4 separate regions of the Mus musculus genome follow, and regions 1, 3 and 4 are each linked to region 2. Evidence: chromatin contacts called from public Hi-C and HiChIP or PLAC-seq data. All regions are on one chromosome and are shown on one strand. Each heading gives the region's core, a stretch centred on a gene start, on an enhancer-like site or on the middle of the called end of the contact. The rest is flanking DNA. Distances are from core to core; before and after follow the strand shown. Region 1 overlaps Gm34346 (a long non-coding RNA gene). Region 2 has its middle 63 kb from the start of Gm40750. Region 3 has its middle 43 kb from the start of Gm34297. Region 4 overlaps Atp2b1 (ATPase, Ca++ transporting, plasma membrane 1).

What was found. Hi-C and Micro-C count contacts between places; a contact is called where the count stands out from the background. HiChIP or PLAC-seq counts read pairs in DNA pulled down with a chosen protein or histone mark.
Region 1: a Hi-C map of Th2 cells shows a contact between it and region 2, with 2.0 times the contacts expected there. The contact joins two enhancer-like sites. A contact is called at or near these places in 1 of 15 datasets of contacts at CTCF or cohesin (CD8 T cells), 14 of 484 Hi-C or Micro-C datasets (CD4 T cells, ECoMG-derived neutrophils, Th1 cells and 10 more), 4 of 115 datasets of contacts at active chromatin or transcription factors (CD8 T cells, effector CD8 T cells, microglia and 1 more) and 1 of 9 other capture datasets (liver).
Region 3: an H3K4me3 HiChIP or PLAC-seq map of bone marrow-derived macrophages shows a contact between it and region 2, with 5 times the contacts expected there. The contact joins two enhancer-like sites. A contact is called at or near these places in 1 of 39 promoter capture datasets (hippocampal neurons), 13 of 484 Hi-C or Micro-C datasets (Th1 cells, Th2 cells, adipose-derived mesenchymal stem cells and 6 more) and 3 of 115 datasets of contacts at active chromatin or transcription factors (CD8 T cells, bone marrow-derived macrophages and pancreatic cancer cells).
Region 4: an H3K27ac HiChIP or PLAC-seq map of microglia shows a contact between it and region 2, with 5 times the contacts expected there. The contact joins two enhancer-like sites. A contact is called at or near these places in 1 of 484 Hi-C or Micro-C datasets (macrophages) and 4 of 115 datasets of contacts at active chromatin or transcription factors (CD8 T cells, bone marrow-derived dendritic cells, microglia and 1 more).

The regions. Positions count from the first base shown.
Region 1 is chr10:98,875,078-98,880,643 of GRCm38.p6, reverse strand. Gm34346 (a long non-coding RNA gene) reads left to right here. Exons shown (of 9, transcript XR_871991.2): 3 at 5,389-5,467. Among named protein-coding and RNA genes, the nearest start is that of Gm34346, 4.9 kb to the left of the region's middle. Within about 2 kb of position 2,548, at least 49 of the 459 cell types and tissues checked have an H3K27ac peak or open chromatin away from gene starts, as enhancers often do. A contact at or near this core is called in CD8 T cells, Th1 cells, Th2 cells and 5 more, where this site is marked.
Region 2 is chr10:98,741,244-98,747,006 of GRCm38.p6, reverse strand. No RefSeq gene overlaps it. Among named protein-coding and RNA genes, the nearest start is that of Gm40750, 63 kb to the left of the region's middle. Within about 2 kb of position 2,641, at least 158 of the 459 cell types and tissues checked have an H3K27ac peak or open chromatin away from gene starts, as enhancers often do. A contact at or near this core is called in CD8 T cells, Th1 cells, Th2 cells and 6 more, where this site is marked.
Region 3 is chr10:98,491,018-98,497,110 of GRCm38.p6, reverse strand. No RefSeq gene overlaps it. Among named protein-coding and RNA genes, the nearest start is that of Gm34297, 43 kb to the left of the region's middle. Within about 2 kb of position 2,545, at least 12 of the 459 cell types and tissues checked have an H3K27ac peak or open chromatin away from gene starts, as enhancers often do. A contact at or near this core is called in bone marrow-derived macrophages, where this site is marked.
Region 4 is chr10:98,953,200-98,958,851 of GRCm38.p6, reverse strand. The region is part of intron 1 of Atp2b1 (ATPase, Ca++ transporting, plasma membrane 1); the gene reads right to left. Among named protein-coding and RNA genes, the nearest start is that of Atp2b1, 41 kb to the right of the region's middle. Within about 2 kb of position 4,346, at least 63 of the 459 cell types and tissues checked have an H3K27ac peak or open chromatin away from gene starts, as enhancers often do. A contact at or near this core is called in CD8 T cells and microglia, where this site is marked.

The DNA of each region.
Region 1 (5,566 bases), core at 1,299-3,798, 130 kb before region 2:
CCTTCTGGAAGGATGTTGTATTGATCTTCGGTAAGAGGTGGAGATGGCTTGCATTTTGAGTAGTGATAGTAGACATGGCAAGAAATAATTAGAACTTCTCTCTATCTATTTTTAAAAAGCCAGCAGCATTTCTTTCTAAATGACCAGAGGTAGCTAATAGAAAAGGAGAATCCAGGGTGCAGGCAAAGTCTTGTGTTGGGTGTCAGGGCTTTCGTCATGCCATCAGGTTGAGAGGCACCTAGTGAACTGCTTCGGGGGTGTGGAGATTGAGAGTTCAGGGTGGAACGTTCTGTGTTCCCTTTGTTATCACCATTTGTTTCTGTAAGTTGCACAAGTGAGGGCCATGGAAAGCATGAGTCAGTGAGAGAGTATCCTCCTGTAGTACTGGGTCAGAGTAGGCGTGTCTTTGAGATGGAGAAGGGAAAGAAGATAGGAGAGTATCAATGGCTCTGTTGCTGACTCATGCTTTGTGTGACAGTCATTTGTTCAAGTTAAGAAAACGGAGCCAGAACTATTAAGCTCTTCTTGTACGCCAGATACGTGGTGTACTAACTCATGCCTACCTTCGTAGTTAAAGGAGATGTTGAATTGCAATTAGAGACTAGAGAGTTTCCTAGCCTCTGCCCTACAGCTGAGACCACAGGAGGATTTTTGTAGTTCACAAACACTCTCTAGCCATGATATCATTATTCATCTTCAGAACATTTCTTGTCGAGCAGGCTGGTGAGGTTACCCTTTTTGTGCTCTGAGGCCTAGAGGTCTTGCTCAGTGCAGAGGCAACAGTTAAAGTGTCCAAGATCTCTGACTTACAGGGCAAGAGCTTCCCAACAGCTCTTTGTCACCCAACTTTTTATTTTCAACATTTTAAAACTTTAAAAATGTATAATAGTATACCAAAACACATAAATTTCTTTTATGTATTCCACCCATTGTTATTTTGCCATATTTGATTTATATCTTACGCGCGCACACACACACACACACACACACACACACACACACACACACTTTTTTTTAATGGCCTGTTTGAAAGTAACTTACAGGCATTCTGTCATGCCCAAGCATACTTAACCTACATCTTTTAAGAATTAGACTACTATCCTACAAAACAAATCTCATATACAAGATAACTAATAATAATTTAAAAACCTGTTATCTCATATGCTATCTATATTTAAAATGTGGGACTGGCACCTAATATCATTTTTAGCTATTTTATACTTTGAAGGTACTGATCTAGAATACTGTGTGATATTTGAGTACAGTATCTTCCATCTCTTTGAATAGAGCTATTTTCCATTTTGAAAAAGGATACTGTTTTTGAAAAGTCCGGGTCACTTGTCATAGAGAGAGTCCTAAATTCTGTTTGTTTGATTGCTTCTTCAGAATTAGATTTAGGTTAAAGTCTTTTCAGTGTTTTGGGCAGTAATAGCACACAGGTGAATGTCAGGTTATGGTCCTGTGTTGAGGGACTGAACATTTAACTTCATCAAGGCGAGAAGTTCAAGATTCTTCATTGTGGGACCACACTTTCTCATCTTAGGTTAATGTGTTTTGTGGAGTGTTTCTGAGCCTAAAACATCAGCATCCAGGGAGGATCTTTACCTGGATTTGTTACTTCAGCGGTGGGTGCCAAATCCCCATTATCTCTCCTTGTTTCTGTTGTGCCAGGATCTTACACCCCTGGGACTCTGCAGTTGTAAAAGATGCAGGAAGCCAACTATGGAGTTAGATGCAGGTGAAGGAATGGCTCAGGTGATGCCAGGGTCCACCAGTGCTAGGCAGGGCATGTAATGGTGAAGCAAATCTGCTACTCTGGTGACAGTGAGTTTCAATTCTGTCACTTTGGGTGGAGACAGTTTCCATAGCTTAGCTTTTCTTTCTTTCTGTTTTTAAAAGTGTTTTTAGGGGAAGAACAAAAGGATTAAACCAACACAACCTCTTTAGCACCGTTTTCTCTCCTTTTTGCTCCCTTTCCCTCCCCTCTCATTCCCTGATCTTTCATCAAAGGCACTAAATGTATGTTTAAAAATTTTCTCCAAGTTTTTTACTCTTTCATCTATCTCTTCTAATCGACCAGTTCTTAACATTGTTTTCTTCTGGCACAATTGTCCTGCTGGCTTTTCTTGGTAGAACAAGGACTTGAGGAAGTTGGAAGCAGTTTTTCACTTTGATTTTCTTTTTTTTTTTTTTTCTTTTTAGGAAGTAACTTTTAGTTATGACATATATGGTCCCAGCTCAGCTCTTCACATCAGAAAATACATAGTTTTGGAAAAAAATAATATATTTTAAGAGTTATCACAGTATTTTTCTCCAGTAATTGTCAGCATCCCAGCTGTACCCTGTTTTTTTTTAAAAAAAAAAAGCATTGTTCTGCCAGCTACATACATTCTTTTACTAAAGCTGAAAAATGGAAAGCTCTCTCTCTCTCTCTCTCTCTCTCTCTCTCTCTCTCTCTCTTTCCTGGTAGTGTCTAACCACATATCTGAACTCTGGTTTCACATAGGCAGTTGTTGATGCTCAGCAGATACATGTTATGTACAAAAGTCATGCTGCCAGGGTATGGAAATTAGGGTGAGGACCTCTGAGAAGGTGTCTACTTAACTCGCCAGTCATCTAGTTTCTATGGTAACGATGACAAACAACTGGGCGTAGTGGAACACCCTGTAAACCAGAACTGGGGAGGCAGAGGCAAGATGATTGCAAATTTGAGGTCAACCCAGGATTACATAAAAAGTTCCAGGCTAGCCTGAGCTACAAGATAAGACCCTATGAAAAACAAAAAACCCAAATAAACAAATAACAACATATGCTCTCTCTCTCTCTCTCACACACACACACACACCAATAAATGTGAAAAAGAAATAAAATTTAAAAAGTGAACCCTGGCAATGATACACACACACACAGAGAGAGAGAGAGAGAGAGAGAGAGAGAGAGAGAGAGAGAGAGAAGAGAGAGAGAGAAACAGACAGGCAGACAAACAGACACAGAGAGAGATAGAGAGAGTCAGTATATGTGTGTATGTATGGACATCAGAAGATCATGGTCAGTTGGTCAGGTTTGGTGGCATCTTTGCCTGTTGAGACATCTCTGGCCACTCACTTTATTATTTAAAGAAATAGTTCCCCCTCCCCACACCCAGTGCAGTGTATTTACAAAATAGTCTTTTTAAAAAAAATCCTACAACCTCCAAATGTACTCTTAACAGTTCTGTCTAAATAATTTATAACCCAAAATTATAATAATGCTATAGAATATGATATAGTTTTTACATTGAAAGGTGTCGTTTTGTGATCTGATAAACTTTCAATTCAACTCTTTGCACAAAGTTTAGAGAATAAAGTGGTGCGGAAGGATAGGAGACGGTCTCCCTCAGTACATTCCACAGCATTGCTTGTCAGAGTGTTTCAAGGGTTAGGAAGGAGATGAGCCCTTTCTCAGAGATGTACTTGACCCTGTGTCTGCCTTGTTTTTCCGGGTAAAGGACACTAGTTTAATCCCTACAATCCTTCCGCGGCTTGACATAGAGTATATCACACAGGGTAGGTGAGGTTTGAAGATCCTTCTAAAACCTACTTAATATTAACCAGGAGTTTTATAATCCTAATTGCCTGTAAACATTATTTCTTCTATGTATTAAACTAACGCAACATGAAGCATGTATTTAAATAGCAAAACATCTTGAAAACAGTGACCCTTATGCTCCATAGAGGTCACTTCTGAAATTAAAATTTAGTGACTCTATGCTGGATGTTAAGGCTTACATCAAATGATTTTTAAAGGTGGTTTCAACTTTAAAATAATAAAAGTCCAGCTGTTAGTAAAATCTTATTTTCAACATTAAATATGATAGCATGTGGTAAATATATAAGTAAAAACTAAATATGTGGTTGTCTAATATGAATGTAATTTTAAGAGTAATTAAAATGAATTTTAGTTTTAAAATGACATTTTATTTTATGCTGAAAAATAACATTTAGAATTGAAAATTTACTATTTTATTATATCCAAAATGTTTAATGGATTTATGATTCAGATGTTTTGATTATAAGTTTTGAGAATTTACTTAGTGTTTTGAAGTTAAAACAAGAGCTCAGTGGTACATGTCTAATTTTGGCATTCAGGAGGCTGAGGCAGAAAGACCTTGGGTATAAGGATAATCTGGCTGTATATTGACAATCTGCTTCGGGCTGGAGAGATGGCTCAGCCATTAAAGGCTAGGTTCACAACTAAAAATATAAGAGAATCTGCCTCAAGAAAGTTTTTTCTAGTTTTATTTTAAAGAGCTGGGGATGCAACCTAGTGGTAGAACTCTTGCTTAGTGTGTGCAATGCCTTGTGTTCCATTTCCAGCACCAAAAAAGAAAGAGACAAAATAAACAAACAAACGAACAAAAAACAAACAAAGCAAAACAACAAAACTTCTTGAGTCTCCAAATAAAACAGAACAATAACAAACACACAATAACAACAAAACTGCCAAAATTTGTCACTGAAGAGTTTTTCCATGCCTAGATTTTTATCTTTGAAACATGGATATATTCAGATAAAACATTAAAAACCACTATTGTTGCCAGGCGTAGTGGTGCACACCTTTAATCCCATCACTCGGGAGGCAGAGGCAGGTGGATTTCTGAGTTCAAGGCCAGCCTGGTCTACAAAGTGAGTTCCAGGACAGCCAGGCTATACAGAGAAACCCTGTCTCAAAAAAAAAAAAAAAAAAAAAAAAAAAAACAAAAAAAAAAACAAAAAAAACAAAAAAAAAACAAAAAAAAACAAAAAAAACAAAAAACAAAACAAAAAAAACCACAAAAAACTAAAAAACCAAAAAACCAAAACAAACAAACAAACAAAAAAACCACAAAAAACAAAAAACAAAAAACCCACCAAAACAACAAAAAAAAAAAAACCCAAAAAACAAAAACAAAAAACCCGTTATTGTTTAAACATAATGAAGTTTTATGATTCAACACTAGGGTGTCAAGACAGAGTTGGTGTTGAACAGGATTGGCATAGCTGATAGCAAATAAGGTAGGCTCTGAGGATTTTTACATCTATAGCCAGAGCCTCCTATAGACCTGTGTGATCCACATACCACAGAGGGAGAGTTCAGTGATTTCTGCCTCTCTCTCTGAGCTGAGTACCCAGTTAGCCAGAGATAGGGGTTCCAATTCTTTTATATTCCCTGTACCCCACCACAAAGGTCACCTGTACCCTAGGCTGGCCAGGAACTCCATACATAGCAGAAGATGACCTTGAACTCCTCCTGATCTCCCTGCCTCCACTTTCCAAGGGCTGATTACAGAGCTGTACCACAATGTCCATTTGGGGGTGGGGGTAGAGTGGGCTTTTTTTCTTTTCTTTTTAGTTTTCTTTTCTAATACAGGATCTTACCCTGTAGCCCAGGAACTTGGAGTACCCGTCCTTTCTCAGCTTCCTTGGGGTAGAGATTCATTTTACACCTTGTGAGTATTTTGTTTTCTTTTTTCCTGTTATTCTGTCTACTAGTGCTTTTCAAATTGCTCCTTAGGGACTTTTGAAATAAAATTATTGATATTTAGTAA
Region 2 (5,763 bases), core at 1,392-3,891:
TAGATAAAGTTTCAGACTGGCCTCCATATTAAAATCCTCCTGCCTCACTTTTTTCCGTCCAGGGATTGGCATATACCTCCATGCTTGGTGTGTCACGTGCAGTCTTGGTTTATTTATAGCCTTAAAATCAGCAACGGATTTTTTTTTTCTGAACACTTTTCACTATGACTTCTGGATAAGGAGATTTCTTTAGAGTGATTGCATTGTCTAAAGGCCAGATATGTCACAGCACCATTGAAATGCCGTTTGGTAGCTAGTGATGATTTACTCTAATCCGAAAGTCTTTCTCAACTTTCCTGCAAGAGAGGAAAAGACTAAATTAACAATCATTATAAAAAAAAGGGAACATGTAAAAAATGCCAAAAACAATTTGGAAATTGGGGGTGAGGGCAGAGTTGGAAATGGGGGGCATAAGAAGGGGAAAGCAGAATGCAAAGCCGTGTGATTACATGCAGTTTATTGAAATAAGTTCAACAAAATGAGTCTCGTCGTTCATGTCATTGGGGGAAATTGCCATTTTGTTCTGGGTAGGATTCCTATTTTTGGAAACTGAAAATTTGCTAAAGTAGTACATTCATCCAAAATTAGCTTGTAAAATGCTTGCAGTCAGCAGCATCTCCAGATCATGGTCAAATGGCATTTTGTGTGGATATTTGGTGACGAGATGTCTAACACAGGTTCAAGTACAATTATTCAGCGTTTCATTACCATCTTTTGCAAATTCAATATCACACCAAGCTGTTAGGAGCCGAAATATAATATGTGTTCTGTGTCTGGCAAGGACACCTAGCTACTGTACTTGAGAACCAAGGACAGCAGCCCTAACAAGTAATATGTGAGATTCTTTTCAGAGGCAAAACATTGGTGACGCTATAATCGATCACTAGCCTCACAACTTACCTCATGAAAGGAAACAAGAACTTAAAGACATGCCTGTGGCATCTAAACTGTGTCTAGTAATGACTAAATGAAGAGGTATGGGTTTAAGAGGAAAAAAAAAAAAAAAGCAGAGCAGAAAGGACAGAAACGAATCTAGAAACAAGAAGAATGACAGCAACAAAACCCAGCAAGCAAAGCCTTCTAGTACAGTGTGTGGCGTGTAGTATGTGTTCATTTTGTTTCCTGATTTTTTTTTTCTTTTTTCTCTTTGGACTGGAATTTAGGGCATTCCCTTTCTTCTGTGGCGATTGTAGGTGTGTGCTTCCACATCTGGTTGCTTCTAGACATTAAAAAAAAAAGGTCTTTTTGATCAAATTGATGTGTTGATTGATTGACTGATCGGTTGAGGTGTGTGTATGATTGTGTTTGTGTGTGTGTGTGTCTAAGGACTCACTTCTTAGAACTTGGGTTGTCAGAACTGACAGGAAGTGTCACTGAGTCATCTCACGTCCTGCCTTTACTGAGGGGAGAAGGGTAAGATCAAGAGGAGGCATCTGAGAGAAGACTTTGGTTTTTTAATCTCTGTAACAAGAAAGGAACAGCATTTATCTGTCTACATTCTTCCAGAGCCCTTGGTAAAGAACAGGGTAGGCTTGCAACCTGACCACATGCAAGTTTCTGCTTCCTCCAGCCCAGTTTAGTGTGTGGAGAAAGCAAAGCCCAACTTCTACAATGGAAATGGAATCTTTCATTGCTTTTTAAAAATCACTTTGTCTATTTATTAGTTTTGCAGTGCTAGGGACCTAATGTAGGACCTCACACATGCTAAGCCAGTGTCCTGTTGCAGGTTTTCCCCTCAACCCCTGTTAAACTACAGCTTACACGGTTAGGACTTTGCGGCTTTATTCCGCACTAGTTAAAGGGGGGTGTGGGGGGGGGGGGAAAGGGGGGAAAGGGGGGAAAGGAAAAGACATGATTGTTCCTAGGTATGGTGGAGGACAATATTTACTGTGGATAAAAGAGAGGAATAGCCAGAGACAGAAATACACCAGGAGAGCCCAGAGTGGTCGGTATCCTGAACCTTGTAGGGTGAGGAAGAGGGGAAGAGAGACACGGAGCAACCGGATGCTGCAGCCCAGAGGCCAAAGGTACAAAAAGGGGCAAGAAACTGAAATGTCTGGATTATATAGGGAAGAGCCTCTGGGAGGGAAGGACAGCCCAGCCACTGGGCTGGAGAGGTCAGCATGGCTGCCTGGGTAAGCGGGCCATCCTCTGTAACTGGTAGGGACTGAGGGATGCTGGGGGAACCTTGCCAGATTCTCTTTGATATGTTAATAAGGCACCTGCAACTCTGGTCCTGGGTTTGAAAGTTAAAAGAGCTGAAGTGTGAAACGAACGAATGGTGATTTTTTTTTTTTTTTTTTGGATCAACTTTTTAAGGAGTACTTCCTAGACAAAAGCAGTGAGTAGAGTTCCCACGTACCTAACAATTATACCTAAGTGGTCTGCTTGGAAACCTATTTGGGTTATTTTTCACATTTATAGAGTTCAAGGTAAATCCCAAACAGGGTTATAAACCACAGGAATTTTCAAGCCTATAATGGCCCCTCACCTTTTAAATGACCCCAAGGAGTGACAGGCCTCCTTGAAATCCGATCTGACTTGAGTAATTTGAAAAAATGTCTCACTCAGTTCCTGCCTTGAGGAGAAGCCGGAAGTCATGAGTCAGTTTCTCTGGTTACCATTGAGACCGCGTCAACTGAGAGAAGGCACTTTATAAACAGCAGTGAGATTACTTCCCTAACAATAAAACCTTCAGTTGTGCTTCCTCTACCGATAGGAAAGATTCGGGTAGTGTGAAAGATTTGGGTAGGGTGAAGACTTATGGAGAAGAGGCAACCTTGCTGTGCTGTGGAACCAGAGTTTGTTCTGTAAAATGTTCAGGCAGGAGAAGTAATGCCGTGTAATGACACCTGCAAATTTATTATTACACTGAGGCTGCTGTGATAGGGCCACAAGATAATAAATCCTGTGAGAAACCGGAATGATATGGAAAGACCACATAAAGGAGGACTTGGGTGCTTCAGTCAGCCAGCCCTGGGTAAGCTTCCGCCAAGTGAGCATGCACCACTTTGGAGTTTACTCCAGCCTGGCCACTGGGAGAATACACATTCAAGTCAGGGACACGGAGCTAAGTACTGCTTAGCTGAGGCCAATCAATGTTTGATATCATTAGTAGCAAAGGAATAATTGTGGCTATTATAAGCTACTAAATTTTGGGGTAGAAGGTCACATTTTAAAATTCAGAACCATTAAGCCTGACGACACAAATGTGTAAGATGTCTGGCTAACAAAGAGTTACCCGTGTTTCTGAAATACAAATCCATACACTCACACACCCACGTGTGTGGTTTTTTGTTTGTTTGGTTTTTTGTTTGTTTGTTTGTTTTTTGTTTTCCTTAATTTTTGGAATGAGTAGAGACTAGGAGCTATATCCTCAAAAGGCCCCAGAATACTCAGATAACTTGAAAAATATGCTATTAAAAAGTTGTGAAGAAGTGTCAGGAAGAAGAAGAAGAAGAAGAAGAAAAAGAAGAAGAAGAAGAAGAAGAAGAAGAAGAAGAAGAAGAAGAAGAAGAAGAAGAAGAGAGAGAGAGAGAGAGAGAGAGGACACGTGTGTGTGTGTGTGTGTGTGTGTGTGTGTGTGTGTGTGAGACAGGGTTGTATTGGTTTCATCTGGTCACTGTATTATGCCAGGACACCCTAGGGGAAGCTCTTGGACTTCAACATTCTGCCCAGATTCTTCTTTTTGAGTTGCACGAGAAAGCTTCACTCTTTTATTATTTTCATATTGAATTAGAAGCTCTTTTACATAAATATAATTTTCTTCAGCATCTGTTGATTTTTTTGGACCATGAAATTTAGCAGGAAATTAAAAGCATGAAGATTTGCATAGCATAATGCTGAGTTATGCAAGTTTGAAATAGGTCTTTATCTAATTCTGTCACAGAAATCTGTTTTTTAGGAGCAGAAGGCTCGGCAGGCTCACATTACTCATTTGTGCGTTTGCGAATGCCACCTCACTCTCCTCCCGAGATGACTCTGTGGCTCACCAGCTTCAACAGCCAGTCGAAAATGCACTTGCCAACAGCCTCGGTCGGATGCCAGCTCCTGGGGGGCTTTGACTGTGGTGGACAGCTTGACACGGAAGTAGCCGGAGTCAGGACAGAGTCAAGGTCGGGAGATAAAGTCGAGGCTTTAACCCCGGTGGCAGTCAGCATCGTCCATCTTGGCATACAGAACGGAGTACAAGGCCAAGCACTTAATGAGAATCTTTCGGAAACCTTGAATTGTATCGGTCCTCCATCTTCTGTCTGTCTTAGGAAGCAACACGCTGACTTCACGAAATGCTTTCAAGAACGCTAGGAGGTGCATGGTATATGCTTATAGCCCCTCACAGACAAAGGGGTTTCTTCAGGCCAGTGATCAAATACCAGTGGCTCAATTTCTGGTCTGAAGTTGTTCACAGATGTTCTGGTGTTGACAGATTGAACATTTAGCCCCTCTTTTTTTTTTTTTTCTCTATACCTGTTTCCTGGGTGAGACCCGAGTCCCTCTTAAAAACTCAGTTTAAATACTTCAAAGAAGTATCCATTTCTCTACCGCCTGGGTTTGTAATCTTCAGCTAGGAACTCCTCATACCATCCTTTAGAGGGAAACCATCTATAATGCCAATTGTTTAGTTTTGGAGCCGGAGAACATTTTATATATCAAAACAGACCTGGCTTCCAGGTTCTTCCAGCATCCCTCAGTCCCTTCCTGGCATTCCCTGCGCCCCCAACCTTGAACGTTCCAGCCTTGGGGCTGGGCTGCCCTTTCCCCAGAGGTCTCTCTCTCCTCTCTCTCTCTCTCTCTCTCTCTCTCTCTCTCTCTCTCTCTCTCTCTCTCTCTCTCTCTCTCTCTCCCACTCCCTTCCTCCTCCTCTCCCTCCTCCCCCTCCATTCTCTCTCTGCGCACTCTCCCATTCTTTCTCTCACTGCCATCTCCTCATGGTGACTTTCCTGGCCTCAATCCTTGGGGCCATCGAAGAACAGCTTTCCAGTAAACCTGCCTTTAATATAATCTAATCTGGCTTAAATTGGCTCATTTCACCAAGGGAAATCTATCACCAGTAAATTGTGTTGTTTTAATGAAAGCCCTCATTGCAAGCTAAATGTGGTGGCAAATGCCTGTTATCTCAACAGGTTTGAAGCTGGGGCAGGAGGAGTGAGTAGCCATTTTAGGCTACAAGGTGAAATCCTGTCCGGCAAACAAACACTCTCATAAACAAACACTCCTCCTTCATGTGAACTCCCGATCTTGACACTTGTTACAAAAGGGGTGAACAGCTATTTGTGTGTGTGTGTGTGTGTGTGTGTGTGTGTGTGTGTAGATAGGGCAAGCTTTACTCTTAATCAAGAGTGTGTGCTTGGAAGATCGAACACACGGAGAAAGGCAAATAATACACTTGGCTTTTGTTCTAACCCAGATAGTGACTGTGTCCTTCCCATTGGCTGGGGTCCAACCCTTAGTCAACAGTCACACCGGAAATGAAGGAGGAAGGGGGCAGGGATCGTTGTTCCTGGAAAGTTGCAGGGGGTCTTTTTCTGTAAACTAAGGTTTTGCATGTGTGGGAGATTAAAATATTTGTATAAAAGTCTTTCAAGGTACTTATGGGAAGATACAAAGATTTGAATTCCTTATCAGGAATGCAAGTTTTATAGTATTTAATAGAAAACACAGAAATATATTAAATATTTCTTATAAATCCTTCTTGTTTTTAAACATTCTTTTCTTTAAACTCACTAAGTTCTGGGCTCTCTTTTTCTGTCCCCTCTTCTAGTA
Region 3 (6,093 bases), core at 1,296-3,795, 250 kb after region 2:
CAAAGGTTTTGACTTTTGAAAAGAAAATGATTTTTTTTGAAATTGAAATTATTATTCTTATAAAATTGGTAATTATGATCATTAAAGAAATAGAGAAATAAGCCATCATCTGTGATCTGAGTCTTCTGACTCTTGCTCCAATTTTAATAATGAAACTATCTGCCTATAAAACTTTTTCATAGACTCTGCTAGTCAGAGTCTAACACAGAACTTTCAAAGATTTTTATACTAACCAAAGCTCTACTAACCAAAGAGATTCTACTAATGAAAGTTTGGGTTTGGGAGAAAAAAATCATTTAAGAGGCAAGCACACTAAGGTTTTACTTATATAAAACTTATATATACTTATATATAAGGTTTTACTATAGGAAGCTTCTTTTATTTATCTTGGAAATCAAGACCACAGCTTTACAGGAGTAGAGTTTGAAGAGAACCTGTGAATTCATTCTCTCCAAACACAAGCCCTATATGATCTCATTCCAGGGACAAAAACCTTATGGTCAGCTTTATTGGAAATAACTTTTGCAAAAGATGACCTTTAATCCTAGGTTTTATTACTGTCAAGATCTGCGACTTCATTGTGTGACCTGATTGTGTCCTCCCATGTGACTGACAGTCTATCCCATGTCAAGATGATTTGCACATTCACACAATTGACCCCAAGGAATGAATAACAGATGACTCAGTCCAAACCCATGCCTACTCCTGGAAAATGTGGCTCACGAATGCATTCTTTATTCAGAGATATTTTGTAGCGTTTTATAGGAAGGAGGTCGGCATATTACTTGAGAAAAGATTCATGTCACATTTTGTTTAAAGATTTGTTTCACTATTTCAGAGTCACACTTCAGTAGGCCGGAGTATAATAGCTTTTTCTTGGCCCTTGAAATGATTCCTTCCCTTGTGCTTCTTGGAGAATTGAAATGAGTTGTTCACAGACACCTGTGAGCATTAAGGAAAAATGACCCAGTTCTTGAATAGTGCCAATATTTCCTTCTTAGTCATTCTTATCAGGGTAAGTGGAAGCCATTTCTCTGCAAGAAACTCTACTGAACATTCTTTCTGTCAGGTCACACACTCAAGCCTGATCAGCCTCTGGTTTCACTGAGGCATCTTTATACGGAAGTGTCTCCTTCTTTCTCTCCCACCGGCACTACTACTGTGATAGTTGATCTGTTTTTATTCCATAGAAGTCCGTGTTCCTTTTCACCCCTTACTAGGATCTGTGTGGTTCATCTGGACCCTTACTTTAAGATTTACCATAGGAAGACTGGAGAGGCAGCTCAGCAGTTAAGCACACTTATTGCTCTTGCAGAAGGCCTGGGTTTGGGTCTCAGCTCACGACAACTAGTAACTCCAGCTCTAGGGGATCTGGTGTCCTTTTCTGGCCTCACTGGCACCAAGCACACATGTGGTGCACATATGCACATGGAGGCACTGATGCATGGGCATAAAATAAAAATATTAAATCCTTAAAAAACCCTTTACACTGAAGATACCCAGTCTAGTGCTGAAAAATAGATATAAGTACGACGGTAACAATGACTAATAAAAACTGAGACCACGAATTTGAAAGAAAGCAAGGGAGAGTATGTGGGAGGGTTTGGAGGAAGAAAAGGAGGGAAGAAATCATGTAATTATATCATAATCTAGAGGTAAATATGCAATCTTGGGGCTGAAGGATATGGGTCATTCTGTAAAATGTCTTTTGTGCAAGCCCGAGGCCTGACTTTGGGTGGATGATACTCAAGTAAAAGAAGGTACACAGCTCCTATGTACATAACACAAGTACACACACACACACAATCACACACACACACACACTATACACACACACACTATATACACACACACACACACACATACTAAGAATAAATAGGTAGCTTAAGGTCATTTGAACACAGAGTAGCTAACCTAAGACTGGTTGCTACATATGCCAGATATGGTTGTAATTTTTTACACATATTAACCCACTTAAACTACAATATTTTCCAGAAAAATGTGTTACGAATACCTCCATTTACAAGTGGAGAAACCAAGGAAGAACAGGGTTTCATAATATGTTAAAAGTTTCCTAGGTAGTATATTGTAAACCAGGTCAGGTCCATATATATATGTATATAATATATTATATGTATATTTGTAAAATTTGCAAGACTTGAAAGGCATGTTTTCAAGAAACACTGATTAATACAGTCTACTCCATAGACAATATGTTGTGCTAGTCTTTGGAATTTCATTAATCTGAAAATTTCTATATAAAGACCATTAAAATTTGTAGTTTCTTTTCATGGAAAGAAAAAAAAAAGAGACAAATCTACAAAACCATTTTCTCTCTAATTGAGCTCAAATCAGCAGCCATACATCCTAAAAGTGTTAAGTTATGTTATTTTTGAGAAATGATGTGACATGCCCTAGATTTCAAATGCAGATGCTGCAGACAACCGAGTAAATTTCTGAATCAAAATCGCTATATAGGACATTAACAGGCAGGAACTGGGGTGGAGAGGCAGTACCCAGCTCTGTGGTTGGGATCCTGTCTGGAATACTGCCACCTAGCGATGCTAGTCCGTCATCTGCCCCCTCTTCGGAAGAATGCTCCTCACTGTGGCTTCTTCCCCCCTTCGCAGATATCCTAGTAACGGATTGTTCCTGCAGGGTTTTAAGGCCACCCACCCATGCTTTATAAACATAATTTACAAAGGAGGACAGACCGGTAGGATTGTGAAAGAGAGGGAGATGAACAGCAGAGGATTTATCAAGAACTCGTAAGCGCCCAACAGTCATGTAGATTGAAGAGAGGAGAAAAGCATGGAAATTAAGAATAACGGAAATAGGGTGAATAAAAAAATATTCGAAGAGAAGACGAGATGAGGAGGGATTTCTTCTTGTTGTTGTCTTGTTGTAAAATGAGAAATAGAAGTTAAAAAGTGGAATTATGAAGTTAGTAAACAAACAAACAAACAAACAAAAAAACCATAGGGACAAATACCAGTACGTATAAAGAATGACAGAAGAAAGCAGCCGAATAAACTTAGCTATTAATGAGAAGACTTGAAGGTCTCTTTTTAAAAAACAATAAAAGCAAAGTGTCACATTGGTTTCTCTTAAGTATAGTTGAACATTTCCAGTATCCTAGAGGAAGAAGTCATTTCTCTTGCTGTCTCCCCTGTGTAATGCTAATGGCCTTGTTGGATCTTGCCACTTGCTTCATTAAAATACTGGACACCTTTTGTGCTCTTGAGTTGCTGTAGAATCCACACACAGAACCCAGGGAGCATAGGGCAGCCCATCCCGAGAATTTATTTAGGGAGTTCTGGTTTTCTAGCATTCTTTGTAATGCTACTAAGCAGCTAGCCATATTTTGGGAATATACATTGAGGAAGATTATCAACTTTTAGTTATTTTTGTAATTCAAATCAGGGTCACTAATATATAAAAATGACAGCAATAGTGGTTGTGATAATATATTTCTCTGTTCATGTTTTAGAAAACACGTAACTCCACATTATCTTCTGTTCTCTGAACAGCCACATTGTTCAGTCATGGCTAGGGGAACCAGTCTCTTTTCTAGCCACGACATTTGAGCTTCGAGTATAGAGGACCTCTCCAAAGTTCTTACTTACTAAATGCCTTTTTATAGGATCACAAAACTGGGAAATAATGTTTTATTTTCCCGTAAAATTCAATAATGCTTGAAAATGACATGCATGACGCTGGGAAAGAGGCATTGTTACCTCCTACATGGCTGGGAATGTCTCTGGAGGAGGCCTGCTTGCTGCCCTCTAAGTTATTTCATGCATTAGAAGTTTTCTCTTTGGACCGTAGGAGCTGAGAAGGAACACATTCTTCTATGGTAAGATTCGGTTTATTACCCTTTCCAGTGTTATATCTGTGTGTACTTATAATTAAAGTACATCGGTCATATAACTATTTGAATGTCTTGTCTGACAAAATAAAAACCTGGCAGGGATAGAGGATAGGCCAGATATTGAAAGAAGCTTCATTGATAAGTTCTTTGAAATGGCACATTGAAAAGAGTCCATTCTTTCAACTATTGAATCAAAACGTGATTTGTTATCAACGTGGTGTCAAGTCGTATATGCTAAGTGTTGAGGACAGAAGCTGGACACCACCCTGTTCTTATAAAAGGTCTAGCTTCGACGTGAATGCAGGAATATCCATCCACTTAGCTTTTATGCCACAAAGGCTACTTACAACCACCCACGGATGACTCCAGGTCAGAATTACCTTTGTTCTAGTTCAGATGAAAGTAGCCCTATGGCAGATCCTCCAGTAGGGGACATCTCCCTAACCTCTACAATTGAAAACTAGGACACTTACCTTTGGTTTTCAAAGGAGTACTGTTTGACTTCTATCAACTTGCTTTTAGTGTGAACCAGAAAAAAAATGACCTAGTTGACTGGTTTAACCAAAAATAGATTGAAACAGTCATGTAAATTTATAGGAAAAATTTTGGTCAGTTCAACTTGCTTTTCCCAGACTCTGTCTCTCAGAGCAGCAACCGTCAGTCACATGTCCCAACTTTGTAGATGAGAAAACTGCTGTATAGAAGGGAAAACAGAAGCGATGAAAAGATAAATTAGAATTTTTCGGTAATCCAGGCAAGAAGGTTAATGACTCATTTCAGTTGGCGGCTGTGAACATTGAGAGAGAAGATAGAAGCTAGCAATAACCAATGTAAAATTTGCAGTGATTGGGAATGATTGTTAGAAAATTAGTGAGGGAGGGAGGAAGGAAGGAGAGAGAGAGAGAGAGAGAGAGAGAGAGAGAGAGAGAGAGAGAGAGAGAGAGAGAGAGAATGTGAGTAGTCTAAAATTGTTTCATCTCCAAGAACATTGTCCATACAAAGAAGAATCATTTGAGGAGGCAGTAGGAATGTCAGCCCTCATAACCCAACAAGATTAAACTGATTTTCAAAAGTGAGCATGATGTTCTATTGGAATCTAAACTGAGATTGGGATAGTAGAGCCAAGGACCCTATAAGGACTAGATGGATTTTTGGGAGAAAAAGAGCAAGCCAGTTCACCAATATAAGGAAAGCAGGGGGTGGGGATGGAGGGATGAGGGATGAGGGATGAGGGATGAGGGATGAGGGATGAGGGAGGAGAGAGGAGGGAGGAGGGAGGAGGGAGGAAGGAGGAGGAAAGCCTTCAGTGCAGTAGGAATGCTGTTTCTGTCAGAAGAGCATTACAGTGGAGAGGGAGCCGTTTGAAGGTGATCTCTTGGTAGTTGGAGGTTTTCCTCTAGTAAACTGGAACAGAAATCAGGAAATGAACTACTATTATTGTTACAGTAATCATTACTGTGACTTTATGTAGGATATGACAAGCAGGCTACAGATAACCAGAGCCTGTGAGACTCCAGCTACTCAATCAACACAAAACACTCGAGACTAGACATATTAAAAATGGATTCCCTGGCCAGTAGGGCTGGGGTATAACTTGAAATATCAAACATATGTTAATTAGAAAAGAGATTAATCATCCTCAGAACGCCTTCCACATTTACCATATCAATCCTCTCAATAGCCCCAAGGTAGGTATCAGTATTCCCCCTTCAGGTTTTTCATATAAGGAAACAGAAGGTGAAGTAAAAATACTTGTTCAAGGACTAAAACCTGCTCAAGGTCACAAGTTTGTTCAAGGTCACAAGCTTGTTCAAGCTGGAACTAAAATCCAAATATATTCTCAAAAAATGCACATTAAGGACAGTAAGTAGAAGATGTAGTCATCTCTTGAAGAAATCATTCTCGTTGTTAAGGTAGGAATAGCAGAATGTCCATGTCTAGATTTATAACCCATGGGATCATCTGGATGTGCACCGTTGTCCTGATTCTGTAGTGATTCTGTGATGTCTGGAACAGAGTTTGACTCTTCAAATCTGTTTTACAGCACCCCATGGACAGGATTGTTTTGTATATTATGTTATTTGCACATCTCTTTGGAAGTATGCTTAGGACACCATCTTATGAATATAGAGGCTGATAATCTCACTTGGTATTCATCCACTGACGGTGGGTTTGAAAAAAACCAGGTAATACATAAAGAACCAACATAGTTTTACTTTTGA
Region 4 (5,652 bases), core at 3,097-5,596, 210 kb before region 2:
TTTATGTATGACTTTCTCTGATCTTCCTACTAAGCCCATCTGGTTAATTACTGACCCCTGGAAGACACAAGCCATCTGGATTAAAAAAAAAAAAAAAAAAGACATCTTTAACTAATTGAGGAGTTGGGTGGAGAGAGAGAGAGAGAGAGAGAGAGAGAGAGAGAGAGAGAGAGAGAGAGAGAGAGAGAGAGAGAGAAGGACTCAGTATGCATCTCTAGGTATCCTGGAACTTGGTATATATGCTGGCTGGGCTTGAACTTGATGTTCTACAGTTTCTGTCTCGGGCTTGCTTGCACCAACCATACCCACTGAAAAACAAACTAAAACACTTCTTAAGGCTAGACACAGTGACACACGCCTTTAATCCTGGTGTTCAGGAAGCAGGGGAAACAGAGGTAGGCCAACTGTCCTGAGTTCTGGTCTACATAACAGGTTCTAGGCCAGCCAGGGCTGGATGAGACCTTGTATCAAACCAAACCAAAGAAAACCAAACCACAAAGCCAAACCAAACCAAAACTAAAACTACAAACAAAAACCAAAACAAAACAAAAAACCTCTGCCCTCTCCCAAAGAATCAGGTTTTAGTTCATTAATAACTTACATGAGTCACTGTAAAATACAACCGACTGACATCTCATCTTCCCAGAATATTCCTGATTTCTGATTTCACGACTTTCTTACATGATCTGCACTCCTGGAGTAAGCCTGTTTCCTTAATTGCCACTGCAGGACAGCATCTCAATGCCTTTCAGTTAGGTCTCTCACTTGGCTTGCCGATATTCACATACATTCTACCCCATAAAAGACCATCTTTCTTTTCCCTTGAGAAGCATCCATCTCCTGGATTCTCTTAACCCAGGAGCTATCCAGTTTCATCTCCTTCTACCACACCTACTAGAAACATCTGTCCTCAATGCAGCCCCATCCCTGATTCTCTCCTTGAGGTTGGCAACTGGATCCATCCCTGAGCACACACTACTGAGATGAGACTACAGTGATTAATGATCTCAAGTTGCTTTCCAGGCCCCACCATTCTCTATGCAGCTGTCTTGTTACCCAGCATTCCTCTCTTCTATTCACTGTATCACTTAGTTCTCATACACCTCTAACCAAATTCACTGGCTTTTTAAATCTTTACAGCATCCTCAATGAGGGCATCACTGCATGTATTTGCCGGACTCTCTTGGCAACTCATAGAACAACATGGCCTCCATCTGCTACCTTGCTTTCTTGCTCCAGGTTACAGCTGCGGACCCACGTTATCATTTAAATATTCTGCAGTACTTCAAGTGAAATCACCATTATTATACTTAACCCTGTCTCATCTAAACCATTTCTTCCTAAAGTTTCTATCAGTCCCAAAGACATCTGAAAAAAAAAACCAAAAACCAAAAAAAAAAAAAACTTGTCCACGGCTCTGTCCAATAGTCACATACATTCTACCCTATGAAAGACTCTTTCTTTCTTTCTCTTCCTTTAGGAAGCATCCATCTCCTGGATTCTTAACCCACAAGCTTATCCAGTTTCATCTCCTTCTACCACACCTACTAGAAACATCTGTCCTCAATGCAACTTAAGGGCTGTTCACAGTCTACAAAGGAAAAAGACAAGTGTACAAGCAAGGACAAACAAACACGACCCAAGGACTCACAAAGGAAATGGCGAACAAACAACTAAGTATCAACGAGTATGGGGCTTTAAGAACAATTTCCGGCTTCACTGTCTAGAATAGCCCTCACCAGGACCAGGAGTACAGGGTGGTTAAGATGAAAAGTCATGACACTCTGATGCCATCGGGAGCATGGCAACAAGGAGGTGGCACAAGAAACAGCTGGTCTCGTGATAAAAGCATTATTTCTATCTCCAAAGAATTTTACAGAAACTAATCTTCTCTCCTAAAGTACAACCTCCGCCTCCATGACAGAATGCTAAAATAATAGCAGCAGCAGTCACATAAAGGAGAAGGGAAGGGCTGGGAGATAGCTCAATAGTTAAGAGCTGTAGCAGGTGTTCCAGGGGGGACCAGCGCTCAGTTCCTAGGATGCACATAGGCCACCTGAAACTGCCTGCAACTCTGGTCCCAGGGATCTCAGAGCCTCTGGTCTGCAAGCATGTGCACACTCCCCCCTCCCCAGCCCCCACACACATTTACATTAACATAAAGAAAATAACTGAAACTGAAGGTCAATATAGAGCCAATGAGGAAACAAGTAATCTTCTAATTTGTTGACTCTTTCTTTCTGCTATTAATAAAGACAAGTGAAATCACTTTATAAAACTAAAGATATTTGTGCCATCTTCTGAGAAGACCAGAAACAAGTTTAATTTCCCTTCTTAGCATTACAGAATGTGAAATGCATGAATGAGGAAGATGAAGAGTTCTTGGAGGACAGTGATGGAAACTGGGAAGCCTTTATCTAGCTCATGAGTCCCCCAGAGATCTCCAACAGACCCACGCGCTAGCAGAGGGCCCCAACTGCCACACTGGTGCATGCGCCCTAGTGAAAGCTGACCTATTCCTTTTCCACTAATGGGCTTCTTCTCTGCATTGCCCCTTTCCTCTGGCCTGAAAGCATGGGAACAATCCACTGATGTGTTCCCATGGTCTTTCAAGGCCTCTGTTCTATGCAGACTGCATCCTTCCTTGTTAAACCCCAAGGATGCCTGAAGGCAGGAGAGTCATTCATTTCTGCATCTCCTAGTGACTACTCCAGCAACAGCCCTTTGTCCATAAAAACTGCTCAACACAGGGTAATTAAACTGAACTGGAGCACACGTGGCCACACCAATAAAGACAGCATGGTCCTTTAGGAAGGAAGGCTCATTGGGGGCTAGCAAGGCAGACTGTGCTTCACAGAAGCCAGGGTTCCTTCATCACTTCCAAGGCCACGTGACCCACCAGTTAATCAGAACAGGAATCACATAGCCCATGTCACATTTTCTTGAACTAGCAGAGTGACCTTGACAAATACTGTCTCACCATCCTAATTTTTAAAACGTGAGCAAGTTGTTCATTTTAACTCTCTGGACTTAGCTTGCTGTTAGAGCCAGCACTGATACAGAACGAGCACTCAGACAACTCAAGCTATGGTGATGATTTTGACTAGCAACAAAATATTTTAACTAGATTCTACTATACACTTAATATTAACACTGTATCGTGGAGGGTGCATAGTATACATCTATTAAACAGACAAATGTGTTAATTTTGGTATTTGAAGGTATTTGATGTCCTTTCATACAGTGACTCCAGATGAAATTTAAAATTTTCAAAAAGCTGAAGAATTTTATAACAGCTAATTCCCAAACTAGGTTGGCTCATATTTGAAAGAATATCAAATGGTCACCTAAAGAGGGGAGAAAAGTTTTCTTCCTGTGGTTAAAATCAGATATTTAAATTATTAAATATTTAAGATTCTTGAAAAAAAACATTAAAGAAAACTAAGACAAAACCTGGAAAACTCCTTGCTGCATAATATTTAGGGAGGAAAACACAGAAACATATGTACCCAACAATTATAACCAAATACTGTAAAGAGACAAAAACCAGCAATTAGGAAGAAATGGGCAGTTAGCTTCCAGGTTATATTTTAAATAATAAATGAAAGATAAATATATTAAAAATTAAATAGTAAGCACACTTCCCTAATGTTCCAAATGTAATGTGCACAACACAAAGTCAAAATGCTGCTTTTATTAACTGCTTGGGACCCTGATTTTTTTTTAATCCACCAACAGTTTATGTAAAGATGCCAAGTGCAATGACATCAATGTCCTGATCGTATGTCCTTTGGCCACTTTAATAATGTAAGCACTGAGTAACATCTTCAATACGCTTACGAACCAACCAAGAGTGTATGCTTCACGCCAGTCTGAACAAGGAAAGGGAAACGGCACAGTACAATGAGACATCCGGCCTTCAGAAGAACCGTCTTAGAATCTGAACACAGAAAACCAAGTATCCAAAACCCAAAGTCCAGGTCTTTCTAGGGAAGAGAGGAAAAAACTTGAGACTTCACTGACCTTGTCTTGATGGAAACATCTAGGAGGAAGTAAAAAGCAGAACCCTTGCATTAGGTCAGCCGAATGCCAGTGCCATTTCTATAGACGAAAATCAGTCAAACAGCAACAGTTCCCCAGCACATGGAGGGGAACAGGAAGATCACTTTGAGCAAAAGCCCTCAAAAGAATAAAATAGAGCCCGGGTCTCCAGATCTATGATTACTAGATACACTGAATAAATCAGGGTAACTCAACGGGGGATGCATTCCACAGGGAGAAACAGGCTGGTCATCCAGAGCAAAGCAAGCAAAGACTGAGTAGGCTTGAGGAGGAAAACCCAGGCTTCGTGTAAACCACATTCAGCGTAAAGTGATAGAAGCACACTGTGAGGTTTAGTAGTCTGTGTGTCACAGATGGAAGGAAGTGAGTCACTAGCAGTAGTTACCAGAATTAAAGCGCACACCTGGGCAGGTACTGTTCTAAGTCGTTTTCTGTTACACACAATGTATGGCTCATGCTAGCTAATCCTCCCAATCCCCATGAACAAGGTTGTACTGGTTAGTTTTGTGTCAACTTGACACAGCTGGGGTTATCACAGAGAAAGGAGCTTCAGTTGAGGAAATGCCTCCATGAGATCCAACTCTAAGGCATTTTCTCAATTAGTGATCAAGGGTGAAAGGCCCCTTGTGGGTGGGACCATCTCTGGGCTGGTAGTCTTGGGTTTTAAAAGAGAGCAGGCTGAGCAAGCCAGGAGAGGCAAGCCAATAAAGAACATCCCTCCATGGCCTCTGCATCGGCTTCTGCTTTCTGACCTGCTTGAGTTCCAGTCCTGACTTCCTTGGTGATAAACAGCAGAATGGAATTGTAAGCTGAATAAACCCTTTCCTCCCCAACTTGCTTCTTGGTCATGATGTTTGTGCAGGAATAGAAACCCTGACTAAGACAAATTGGTACCAGCAGAGTGGGGTATTCCTGTGACAACCTGACCATGTTTTGGAGAGGACTGTGGAAGGACTTTGGAACTTTGGGCTTGAAGATCCATCCATTGTTAAGAGCTCTGTCGGATGTTGTGTAGGAGCTTGGAAGATAATGTTGAGAACACTGCAGAAGATGGAGGTCTGGTTTGTGAAATTTCAGAGGGAAAATTAAAGACTCTTTTCAGGGCCATTCCTGTTTTGATTGTGAAGATTCTGTAGTTCTGGTTAGCTGGGGCTGAAGAATCAGCTGTGATTAACAAGATACCAGAACTACTAAAGCAAAAACTTTGCATTACTGGGACTATTGATGCTGGTTAGCTGGAGCTAAGAAATTAGCGGTGATTAAGAAGAGACCAGCATCATTGAGGTGACATCTTCTGGGAAGTGTTTTCTGAGAGCACAGTGGCTGTGTTCCAGATATAGCCAAAGTTGTACATTGTGCTGTGGCTGGACTTGGTAATGTGTAAGGGTCACCCAGGTGGTACTGGTTTTGAAGGCATGAAGGAGTTGAGCAGAGCAGCTGAGGCTTGGCACTGTGAGAGGCCATGGAAGGCCATTGGTGAAAGTGCAGCCTCAGTTGCAATTGATGGCCCAGGACTGAAGGGGTCATGTAGTGTTTTGGAGATGCCAGTACCATGAGATGACCACCAAGAGCAGCAGCAGTAGTGGAGTA